Linked DNA regions of Mus musculus: regions 2, 3 and 4 are each linked to region 1. The links are chromatin contacts, called in public promoter capture Hi-C maps. All regions are on one chromosome and are shown on one strand. Each heading gives the region's core, a stretch centred on a gene start, on an enhancer-like site or on the middle of the called end of the contact. The rest is flanking DNA. Distances are from core to core; before and after follow the strand shown.

Region 1 (2,642 bases), core at 107-2,606:
ACTAGCTAGTTACAGGACAAAGCCCAGAGGGACAGAAGCATTTAGGCAATTCTAAGATAGATGCTGCATTTACCTGGCTATAACTGATTCGTCCTTGGAAGTTGCCTGGATCCAACAGTGTGACTGGTGTGACGGTGAAGCCTTACAGAGGGCACAGAGTAGGTAGATACAGATTTATAGACAGATTTTGCCGCCTACAAACAATGTACCAACTTTTCTGGAACAGTCTTTTCATCTGTGAAAAAGGAATAATAATGGCATAACACATTCTAAGCTTGTTAAAATTATAGGAATTCAGGTACAAAAAGTCTTACGCCAGAGCCTGGCGTGTAAGTGCTCATTAAAGTCTTGTGTTGGGAGTAGGGGAGCTCGTGAGGCCTCAACCCCAGACTAAGAACTACAGGCAATTAAGGAAGGCTAAAAATGGGGGAGGAAATAGTTCTTCCCAGGCACACCAGCCCTGAAATCATTTGCATACAACATTATGCTTACTGAACGGGCTATATTTATATATTTAGGAAAACACACACACACCCATATGTAACAACAACTAAAGAAAAAGAGGCCATGAATTTGAGAGCAAGGTGGGGTGTATATGGGAGGGGTTAGAGGAAGGAAAGGGGAAGTGGGGAAATGGTGTAATTATCATAATCTTAAAAAAAAAGACTTGTTATGGAAGGCTCTAGAGGAGAATCAAAGGGAAATGTGAAGAAGAGCGCAGTGCAAAATTAGAAGCCAAGAAATGGTAAGCCTCCCCTGCAAGCAATCAAGTCTTTGGCTCGGGGGCAGTGTTCCACACACCTCAATGCACTGCCTCTCGGTTTTAGATTTCCAAAGACCCAGGTCTCCCTAAAGGCTGGAGTAGGGAAGGCAGCCGAGAGCAAACCTATAGGAAAGTCCTCTGTAAGGGCATTTGAGCTCCTGGAGAATCGCAGCCATGAACCTCAGTGTCTTTCACTTACCCAGGAATGGTAACGGTCCTTAACGTTAGCCGATAACGGCTCATCTGTGGCCTGTTGATTACCAAGGGCGGCCTGAAAACCTTGGACTTTGCAAGCCCTTTACTTGCGAAACTCTAATTCAACATGGAACTGCAACTCCCAGCGTGCCCCGCGACCACCCTATAAGGCGTACAGCGCCCTTCGTCTCAGAGGGCGGCCGAACCTAGGGGCTTCCGGAATTGCTGCCCGCTCCTCCCAAGGCAGCGTCCCTTCATGATTTCTGGGTTTTGTAGTCCACATCGGTACAGTTTTTTGAAAACAAGCCACCCTTAGTGGCAGATTTCTTCACACAAACTACAAAACCCAGAATACAGCGCGTACTTCCTCTGTCCAATAGGAGCCCTCCATGTAGCGGGGCGCGGAGTCCGGCTCTCGCAACCCAAGATGGCGGATGAGAGTGAGACAGCAGTGAAGCTGCCGGCACCTTCGTTGCCACTGATGATGGAAGGGAATGGAAACGGCCATGAGCACTGCAGCGATTGCGAGAACGAGGAGGACAACAGCCACAACAGGAGGTAACGAGATCATCGTAGCCCAATTCCTGTCCGGTCTCCCACAAGCTGGGTATCTGGGGTGCGGGGAAGTCACCGGGAGCTTAGTCTAACCCCACCCCCATGTTCTTATTGGCTAAGCCATTGAGATCCTACCTAGCGATTGGTTTTTGTCTTTGTCACTTACCAGGATGGGTGCTCAGATATTAAGGGTCGGAGACATGCAATACTTTTATTATATAAAAGTTCTGTTTAGTGTACCACTCCCTTGCTTTAGGCACGATGGGGGAAAAGAACATTTTGAACGGTAGATTTCAGTAGTACAATGCAGAGCAATCTAGAAGCTGCGGTTCAGAAGGAACGTTACTTATAAAGGTGTATGAGAAACGTGACTAGCCATAAACTAATAATAAAACATTTCGTTGTAGTTCACGCTCAATGAGGAAATTCACTAGGCTATACAAGCCATGCATATAATTATGTTGTAAAATATAACTGCCAGACAAGTCCGAAATATAAACTCACTATGATCCTATGTTATTAGTGATGTGATGTTTTGATTTATTCAGTGTCTGTTGCCTCAAATAATCGGTGAAGAGTCAATTTCATTGTACCTTCACTTTGTTAATTTAGTGAAGGGCCTCAAAGCTTCAATAAACTGATGTTGCTTCTTGGAGAACATGTGGTATTTGTGGGGTACTACTGCACGTCTTGTACTTTAGGGTCTCCCTGGGGTTTTTTGTTCGTTATGTTTTGCCTTTTTAGACAGGTTCTACTGTGTAGCTATGGCTGGCCTGGGGCATACAATGTAGAACAGATTGACTCCAAACTTGGGGTGATGTTCTTGTCTCTCGGGTATGGGGATTAGTACTGTTACAGGTCACTGTGTAGGTCAGGGTCTTACTATAAGTAATTTCAGTCTTTTGTTAGTAGAGAAGAAGAAATGGGCCAGATATTTGAGAATTTGTATTTGTCTTTGTTTTTCCAATCAGTACATCAGTAAGCCAGTCACGAAAAATGATGTATTTAAGTTCATATTATTTTCCTGCTGCTCTAACGCCCCCACCCAATATGTATGTATGTATGTATGTATGTATACATATGTATATTTTTGTGTAGAGACTTGTGGGTGTGTGATTGAGTGGTTGTT
Region 2 (2,642 bases), core at 54-2,553, 930 kb after region 1:
GAGGTAGCAGGTGGTAGGCAAATGAGAGTCAACACACACAGAAAATCACCAGACTTTGCCACTGGGGGAAAAAAAATGGTTAGAGGAAAAGTCTGTGGGGGCAGAGGGAGGGTTTAAGAGACCAGTGCATTCCAGAAGGGCTGATGATTCAGGAGAGGGGCTCCTGAGGAGGCAAAAACAGACCCTGAAATAGTTAAAAGGGTCAGCTTGAGATAAAAGGGGGATTATGAAAAAAGGAAGAGAAAAAGATGGAGCTAGTCTGATGACCTCTACCGTCTCTTTGGGACTTTAGAATCTCATGACCTACAATTCTCTTTAGACAGGACATTTACATATATGCATACATGTATGCAAACTTATTCAAATATTCAGGTGTAAGTGAATCAGTCAAGCACAACGTTAGTCTGTAATGACGCAGTTAATGTCCCCAGGTTTCGAACAGGGCAATCTCTGGGCAGGATCCATCCATCAGCGATATTAGCTCTGATGCCTACTGCAATAACAGCAGTGACCTGGCCCCATCTCTCCTCGCCAACCCCAATCCTACCCCGCCGTCCTACGAGCTTAATGGGGAAGTAAAATGTAAATCCCTGAGACTACAACACAGCCTGCTGCATTCGAATCGACTGTCATTTAGAAAAACAAAACGTGACACCCCAAGTCCATCTGCACGAAAGACATTGCTGCTTCACAGCTGATATGTTTCTCCCCAGGAGATGGTCTAAGGTTAGCCGTAAAAGTAATTTGCAGACCTCCCCTCCTCTTTTCATAACATTCATTTAGGAAGAACTAGAAATGGGTTCCCACACCCTCGCCCTGACTGCAGCAGACTACACCCCGCGGTTATCCGGCAGTGCCACCTCAGAAACCCTCGGAGGAGTGTGGAGGGCACACAGCGCTCGTCAGAGGGGGGCTCCAGTGGCCACTACCCTCAAGATGCTTGAAGGACGAGAGAAACGAGCCCCAGGGGATGACAAGGGAAGCACTGGAGACCCGGGGGACGAAGAGACAACCCTCGGGGAGGACAGAGTTTCTGAGCAGAGCTAATCCCCTGCCGCAGCTACACTGTCTCGCCTCCAGCGTTGCTCTGACCTCCCTTCCTTCAGCGTTCCTGGGTGCTCAGCCTCGCGCCCCTTCCCCGGAGCCCTCGTGGACCTCGCAGCAGTCGCGACCTCGGGCGATCCGCTGCGAGCCCGGGCTGCCCGGCCGCCACTCACCCGGCCCGCCATCTTCGCGGACACGTCCGGCTCCCAGGTTGCAGCTCCGCACTCTGCTGAGCCCGCCTCCGCCGCGCGCGTGCTCGCCGGCAGCCGGCCCTCGCGCAGGCGCGCAGCCGCCGGGAGGCCGCGCCCGCGCCCGGCCGCGTCCCCGACGCCCTTCCCCATCCCGTGCGAGCGCGCAGTCCGAGCACCGCCATTTTGGCTGAAGACAAGCTGGCCGCCTCACTGCTACCCGGTTTTCACAAAGCTGGCCACGTGGCCTTTTAATGGACTTTTAGCTTTCTGCTTCCAGACCTCTTAAAACAGAATGCGCCGAGAAAACCCCGCGTGGTTGCTGGCCTTTCCCCCAAAGGGGACTGTGGAGGGGGCGCGCAATAGCTAAAAGCTGGTTCTGAATTCGGATTCTATTCGAATCCGAGCTTTTCTTTGCAGGCACACTTGTTTTGAGAGTGAATCATAATTATATATGCGCTAGCTTTATAGTTCGATATTTTCATTTATAAGCACAACTTCTATCTTTTTTAAGGTGTTTGTTTGTTCGTTTGTTTTAACGTGCATTGGTATTCCGCCATCCACCTCTGCATGTTCAAAACTCTATTTTGAGTCCTCAGGAAAAAAAAAAAAACAATGCCACAGAAAAACTAAAATGATTTGGATAAGACAAAATACCAGAAGATAGTTCTATAAGCAGCACAGCAGTAAAAGTCTCACACAGGAAACAAGACAGGTGTACCCTGTCCTGCCAAGGCTGAAAGTGAGACTTTTAGCATGTAGCAGGACTTCAGGGTTAAGGAGGAATGTTTGACATAGCCTCCTCATATCCGTTCCCTTATGTCCTCTTCAGCACTTTTCTCTAAAGTACTCTTGGGTCCCCTTACAAATATATAATGTCATTTAAAATGTATGCAACATGTAAAAATAAGACATGATATCTATGAGAATACATGAGATATTCAATAAGATTACTCCCTAAAAGGAAAAGTAAAGTTGGAGGAACCCTCTTAGAGGAAAGTCTCTGGGATGGAATGGGTACCTCTTCCTGGGAGCAAACCTGAAGACCTTGAAATACTCTAAAAGGGAGATACTAGGGGTAGGGGGTGCAGCCTAATCAGTCCTGAGAAGCACTCAGCAGGCCCAGGGAACAGCAAACAAAAGGGTGTACACACCGACAGGGATAAAAGGGAGCTACAGGGGTATTTCCTATGCTAGGGTGGTCAAGATAGGGACCAGTTTTTAGTAACTGGTAAGTCAGTAAGTCAGAACCATTCACACTATCAATATCTTCACTGTAATGAGTGTCTCTAAGAAAGGACTCAGAACTAAGCAAAAATTATATTTGCTCAAGAGTTACCTCTCTTTCCAAGAATTCTGTACAGGATCTACGTTCTTATATCATCTTAGCATTGAAATTCTACTCAAGTT
Region 3 (2,642 bases), core at 60-2,559, 800 kb before region 1:
CCTTTTGTTCCTAGGATCTAACTCTATCTTCCCCTCCCACTGATCCCTAAACCCCTCTCTCCATTCCCATTCCCAAGATCCAAAGCTAATTCCAGGACCCAGAAGCATAGTGGTCACTACCAGAGTGATGGGTACACACACACACTACACACACTACACACACACACACCACACACACCCCAAAAGCAACTGCAGCTGCTATCCTTCCTCTTCAGGGACAAAGCTCATCTCAGAAGGCCAAACGCAGGGACATGAAGTGGTCACCTTCTCCCCGAAATGAAACACACTCCCCGCGCCCCCCCCCAGCTCTTAGATTAATTACTTATCGTCCAGCCAGTTCTCATCTTCCTGAGGGCCCCAGGGATGGGTGGGGAGGGGGGAAGCCGACTCCCCCAAGTTAACAAGGCACTATTAGAACCTCTGCCCCATGAGAAACAAACCCAAGATGAAAACTGGGCGCGGGAGTGGGGTGGGGAGATCTGCCCTAGCCAAGAAAGATCACCAATTCATCTCCCAGCTCTTTCCCGAGCTCCAGGGTGTCAGACAGAAGAGGGTGGTAATAAACGCAGTAACGCCTCACAGGCGAGGGGGTGAATAGCACAGACAAGTAAGATGGGCCCCGCAGTCCTCTTCCACCTGCAGGGACGTCAAGGACATAAAATCAAGGGTATGTTCTTCGCCACTTGGAGAAGCACTGTGGGTGGGCTGCGCCCCTCACCTCAGAGTAACAAGAAAGGGGTGTCTAGTGAAGAGAGGGTCTGCCCAGAATGCGGGTTGCAAGGCTCAAATCGCAGTTGCAACGGATTATGAGCCGCCGGGGAGGAGACAAATCAGACATCCCCGGCCGGTCTGCGGGACATTTGGGGGCGCGGGGTGCGGGGTGCGGGAAAATCGGCCCCTCCCTTACCTGCAGAGAAGGAGCCCTGCAAGGGAGGGATGAGGAGGGGCGCGCGCGGCGAGCCAAAGGCGACACTCCCCGGGCCCAGCGACGCTCCCTGGGGGTGCGGGCTGGCTCGGCGCGCGCGCCGGGAGGAAGGACAGGGTCGCGGGGAGCCCGCGGGCAGCGACGGCGGGAGGACGGGACGCTGCGGGGCGTCCCGGGGCCGTGGGAGGTGGGGTCCTGGCGGGTGCGGCGCGCTCACCCGCTGCGGCTCGAGCTCCGGCTTCGCGGGCGGCGGCGGCAGCAGCGGCGGCAACAGCAGCGGCAGCGCCTCCTCGACGGCTCCTCCATCTTTGCGGCGGCTCCTCCGGCTCCGCTCGCCGCCGCCACCAACAACAACATTCGGAGACGTCACTCTCGTCACGTGACCCGACCCCGAGCTAAAAATAGGCTCAGACCCCCCCTTTTTCGGGCTTCAACCGAGAACCCTCCCCTCCCATTCGGCCCTCCCCTCAGATGGGCGGGACCAATAGCGCCACCGTGACAGCTTCTTAAAGGGCCAATGCCCAGCCCAAGGTTAGGCTGGGGTGGAGGTGGCAGAGAAGGGATCCCGATCTCTTCGCCAAGTAATGAACTGAGTAGAACCCGGACCCCGGCTGCTGCAGGGGCTGGATGTGTGGGATTTACGATTTTGTTCTCTGTGCTTTTTCGACTTCCTTTTCAAACGGCGGATGGTGCAATCTTTGCCCGCCTGAGCTGTTCCCTAACACGCCCTTCCCTCGTTAGGGGGAGGGTAGAGGGGGGTGGAATCCTAGGGGCTGCCTTGGAAGTGGAAGCCCCTGCAGGCGCGTCAAAGCTGAAAGATTAGCTTGGACAAGTCTCTAACCCACCGTGCTAATATGGCACAGCGCTGCATCTTGTTAAAAGAAACTCCTTGGAGAAAGCCAGCATAGGTTGTAACTGTCCCTGGCCTTCAAAGGAACAGACCAAGAACCTAAAAGTCCGCTGGTCCCCAACTTTGATACCACACATACTACTACCACGTCAGTGGAACTGAACATGACTGTATCATTAAACCTACATTGTTTTGTCAATGACCTAGCAATTTTCCTAGCAAAAAATGTATTCTAAGAAAATATTGTGCTCCAAAATGAGTATAGGAAGAGATTGTTTGTTATATGAGATGTCAGAAACAACCTAAATAAATATCCATCAGGTAGGTATCTGCAAATAAACTAGGAGACATCTATTTAGTAAGTTATCATACAGATGCTCAAAATTATACATATGTGGGGGGTGTAAAAGCGGCTTTTGGGGCGTTTGACAGGAATCTGACATTGGTCAAGGACAAGAAAATGAGATTCAGGCAGGAATCTGACATTGGGCCATGACAAGGGAGTAAGTTCAGGTAGGAATCTAATTTTAGGGTGGAACAAAGAAGTAGATTTCAGGCAAGAATGTGATTTTGGGCTAGGACAGGGAAGTAGGCTCAGGTATCTTGGTCATCCTGACAAGCTCTTAGACTTTGTTTATTGCCTTGACATACGGCTTTAATCCCAGCACTTGGGAGGCAGAGGCAGGCAGATCTCTGAGTTTAAGACCAGCCTGGTCTACAGAGTGAGTTCCAGGACAGCCATACTGAGAAACCCTGTCTGGAAAAAACAAACAAACAAACAAAACAAAATATCCATTAGTTCCAATACTTTATACAAACGTTCATGAGTCTGACTCTGTATGCCTGAAAAATCTAGGTTATATAAAC
Region 4 (2,642 bases), core at 65-2,564, 740 kb before region 1:
CCACGTTTGGGCTGTAGTGCACACATCTACATATACTCAATCAATAAATAAAATGTAATACATTTCTTAAAGTGACCAAGACCATCAAAACACTGGGTTAATCTCATGGTGGTGCCCAGATGGGAAAGATCATCCACTACACTGGTTCTCTGTAAAGTTATTTTTGGTGCTACTTCACAACTGTAATTTTGCTACTCTTATGAATACTAATATAAAATCCGATATGCGACCTCTGAATGAGTCGTTAGACTCAAAGGTTGAGAAAGGCTGCTTGCTCTTCTACATAGTGAATCAACAATCAAACAAAACCAAAAAAAAAAAAAAAAAAAGGAAAAACTAATCCAGGGTGATAGACTTGGAGAGATGGTTCAATGGTTAAGAGCACTTGTTCTTCTTGCCAGAAGACCTGAGTTCTCTCCCCAGCACTCAAGACTGGCGATTTACAACCTCTTGTAACCCTAGCTCATGGAGATCCAATGCCCTCTTCTGGGCTCTGCAAGTACCCACACACGCGGCATACACATAGAAACAAGTAAAAGAAAAAAAATCCTTTCTTAAGAAGGCACTCTATTTGTTTTTTGTTTGTTTGTTTGTTTTTCGAGACAGGGTTTCTCTGTATAGCCCTGGCTGTCCTGGAACTCACTACTTGTAGACCCGGCTGGCCTCGAACTCAGAAATCAGCCTGCCTCTGCCTCCCAAGTGCTGGGATTAAATGCGTGTGCCACCACTGCCCGGCTGAGGGCACTGTATTTGTATCTCTTTAAAATGCCTTCCCGCTTCATTTATTAAAGCTATACGAGGTAGAAATCTTCAAGTACTTAAGACTTTAATTTGTATTCTTGCCCATCTCCTCGAGGAACAACTGTCTTAGAAGTCAAAAATAGCAGACTTTACCGCTCCCAACCTTGGAGCCTGGTGTGCATTGGCGAAGCAGTAATGAATCTCATTAGCTCTGGAGCTAGAGAACCAAACCGGAAGGAAAAACCAGGCGGGAAAGAAGGAAACCTAGCGGCGGGTGGACCAGGAGAGCTTGCCAGGGCAATCGTCTAAGCATGAAACCACGCCCCCCACAAACACCTTCCCCCGCCTCTTCTCTTTTGGCCCCGCCTCCGACCTCCAGGAGGTCCGAGGCCACGCCTAATGGGCGTGGTCTTACTGCCGGAGGTCCGAAATCCCGCCAACAATGACTCCTCCCCTTCTGCCGCGGCGCAACCTGGCCCTTTTATTTAAAGATTACGTTTACGTCAGTCCGCCTTACGTAGCTTTGCGTCATCAGTACAAGGCGGGGAGGCGGGACTTCCTGTCCTGGATGTTAACAGCTTCCGAGAAAAGCCGGAAGAGATCGGACCCTGGACAGAATCCTGAGTTGCCAGCCCCTCCCCTGACCCCTACGGAAAGAGAACTACAAAGACTGTCCTGGCGAAGTCAAAACATTTATCCTGGCTTTGTCAGGTGAGGCTTTCCTTCCCCATCGAGGCACAGTAACCATCCAAACCCCCTTTAATCTCCCATGACTCCTCGCGTCCTCAAGCTCCGCCCCCTCTCCTCTGCCCCGCCCCGAAGTTTGAGGGGTGTGGATGGTTTGTGACCCCCCTACCTCCCGACCCTCGCTTCTTCACCTGACCCTAAACCATCACTGTCCCGGAGAGTCGGGCTTGGGCACTGCGACCGAAACCCGGAAGCTCCTCGGCTCGGGGGTGGGGTGGGGGGTGCTGATGGACTCCACTGCCAAGGGAATAGGACCTTTCAGACGCAGAACCTTCACCCCAGAAAAAAGCACGGTCGGGGACGACTCCCCACAGTGCGGTCAGGATCGTCCACAGGCTGAGGAGAAAGCCGAGGCCTTGGTCAGACAGATGCAGGTCCCCTATCTGGCCCCTGCCCGCGGCAGTTCCTTGTGTCCTCCGCTTCCATCTGTCTTTGCCACAGTTTCCTTTTGTGTACATCACGGTTCCTGACACTAACCTGACCAACAGGGGTTAGTTATGGGAGTGAGACGTAATTGCTATCATTTGTTTATTGAACAGTGTTAATTATTTTTGCTTCGATGATTTCACGTCTTCTTCAAAACAACCTTATGAGGTAGGTAACCATTTTAAACCCCACTTTACTGTTGAGAAAGCTGAGGCTTTGAGAACGTTGCTGGACATTGCATAGCTAGAAGAGGGGCTAGACAGTGACCCAGAATCGCTTCCCTGACTCCAGGGCCAATCTGTGTAAATAAGGCTGTGGAAACGCTTCTGAGAGTGTTGGTGTGTTCTACAAATATTCCTTGAGCAGCTACTGTGACATTGCATTAAGAGCTTCAAACAAAGAGAACTACCCTCGGTTCTTATCTTCCAGGAGTCAATGAAGAAATGGACAGGTTATGAGTGTAATGATGTTTTGTGGGTGCTGTGAGAGTAGTCTGATGATGATAATCACCAGATGGATTTGCCCAGAGACAGCTGTGAACGTAGATTCTCCAAGGAAAAGAGACGGTACTCCGAGGAATATGCAGAGAGCCTCCAATGCTTTCTCAGAAGCCGCAGAGAGGGAAAACCTTCATAGCACAAGACAGATTGAAAGAAGGATAGTGGGAACCGTTGGGAAGTATTTCCAAATAATTTCTACTTGGGCAATGGTTTTCTTGAAGCTGTCTC

The links. Promoter capture Hi-C pulls out the DNA fragments that hold promoters and counts their contacts.
Region 2: a promoter capture Hi-C map of pre-B cells shows a contact between it and region 1, with 2.9 times the contacts expected there. The contact joins the promoter of Nsf here to the promoter of Nmt1 in region 1. A contact is called at or near these places in 4 of 39 promoter capture datasets (hippocampal neurons, liver and pre-B cells), 2 of 484 Hi-C or Micro-C datasets (CD4 T cells and pre-B cells) and 1 of 9 other capture datasets (adipose tissue).
Region 3: a contact with region 1 is called in a promoter capture Hi-C map of neutrophils, with 2.3 times the contacts expected there. The contact joins the promoter of Hdac5 here to the promoter of Nmt1 in region 1. A contact is called at or near these places in 4 of 39 promoter capture datasets (cranial neural crest, embryonic stem cells, erythroid cells and 1 more) and 1 of 115 datasets of contacts at active chromatin or transcription factors (memory CD8 T cells).
Region 4: a promoter capture Hi-C map of liver shows a contact between it and region 1, with 4 times the contacts expected there. The contact joins the promoter of Tmub2 here to the promoter of Nmt1 in region 1. A contact is called at or near these places in 2 of 39 promoter capture datasets (liver and pre-B cells), 1 of 115 datasets of contacts at active chromatin or transcription factors (memory CD8 T cells) and 1 of 9 other capture datasets (pancreatic islet).

Annotation. Positions count from the first base shown.
Region 1 is chr11:103,027,187-103,029,828 of GRCm38.p6, forward strand. It overlaps Nmt1 (N-myristoyltransferase 1), which reads left to right and starts at 1,357. Exons shown (of 12, transcript NM_008707.4): 1 at 1,357-1,516. The coding sequence starts at 1,386. It also overlaps a transcript of Dcakd not described here.
Region 2 is chr11:103,952,753-103,955,394 of GRCm38.p6, forward strand. Nsf (N-ethylmaleimide sensitive fusion protein) reads right to left here and starts at 1,304. Exons shown (of 21, transcript NM_008740.4): 1 at 1,218-1,304. The coding sequence starts at 1,229.
Region 3 is chr11:102,228,863-102,231,504 of GRCm38.p6, forward strand. Hdac5 (histone deacetylase 5) reads right to left here and starts at 1,310. Exons shown (of 27, transcript NM_010412.3): 1 at 1,143-1,310. Mir8101 (microRNA 8101) reads right to left here and starts at 1,288; the gene lies at 1,178-1,288.
Region 4 is chr11:102,283,637-102,286,278 of GRCm38.p6, forward strand. Tmub2 (transmembrane and ubiquitin-like domain containing 2) reads left to right here and starts at 1,315. Exons shown (of 4, transcript NM_028076.4): 1 at 1,315-1,452; 2 at 2,028-2,082. The coding sequence starts at 2,048.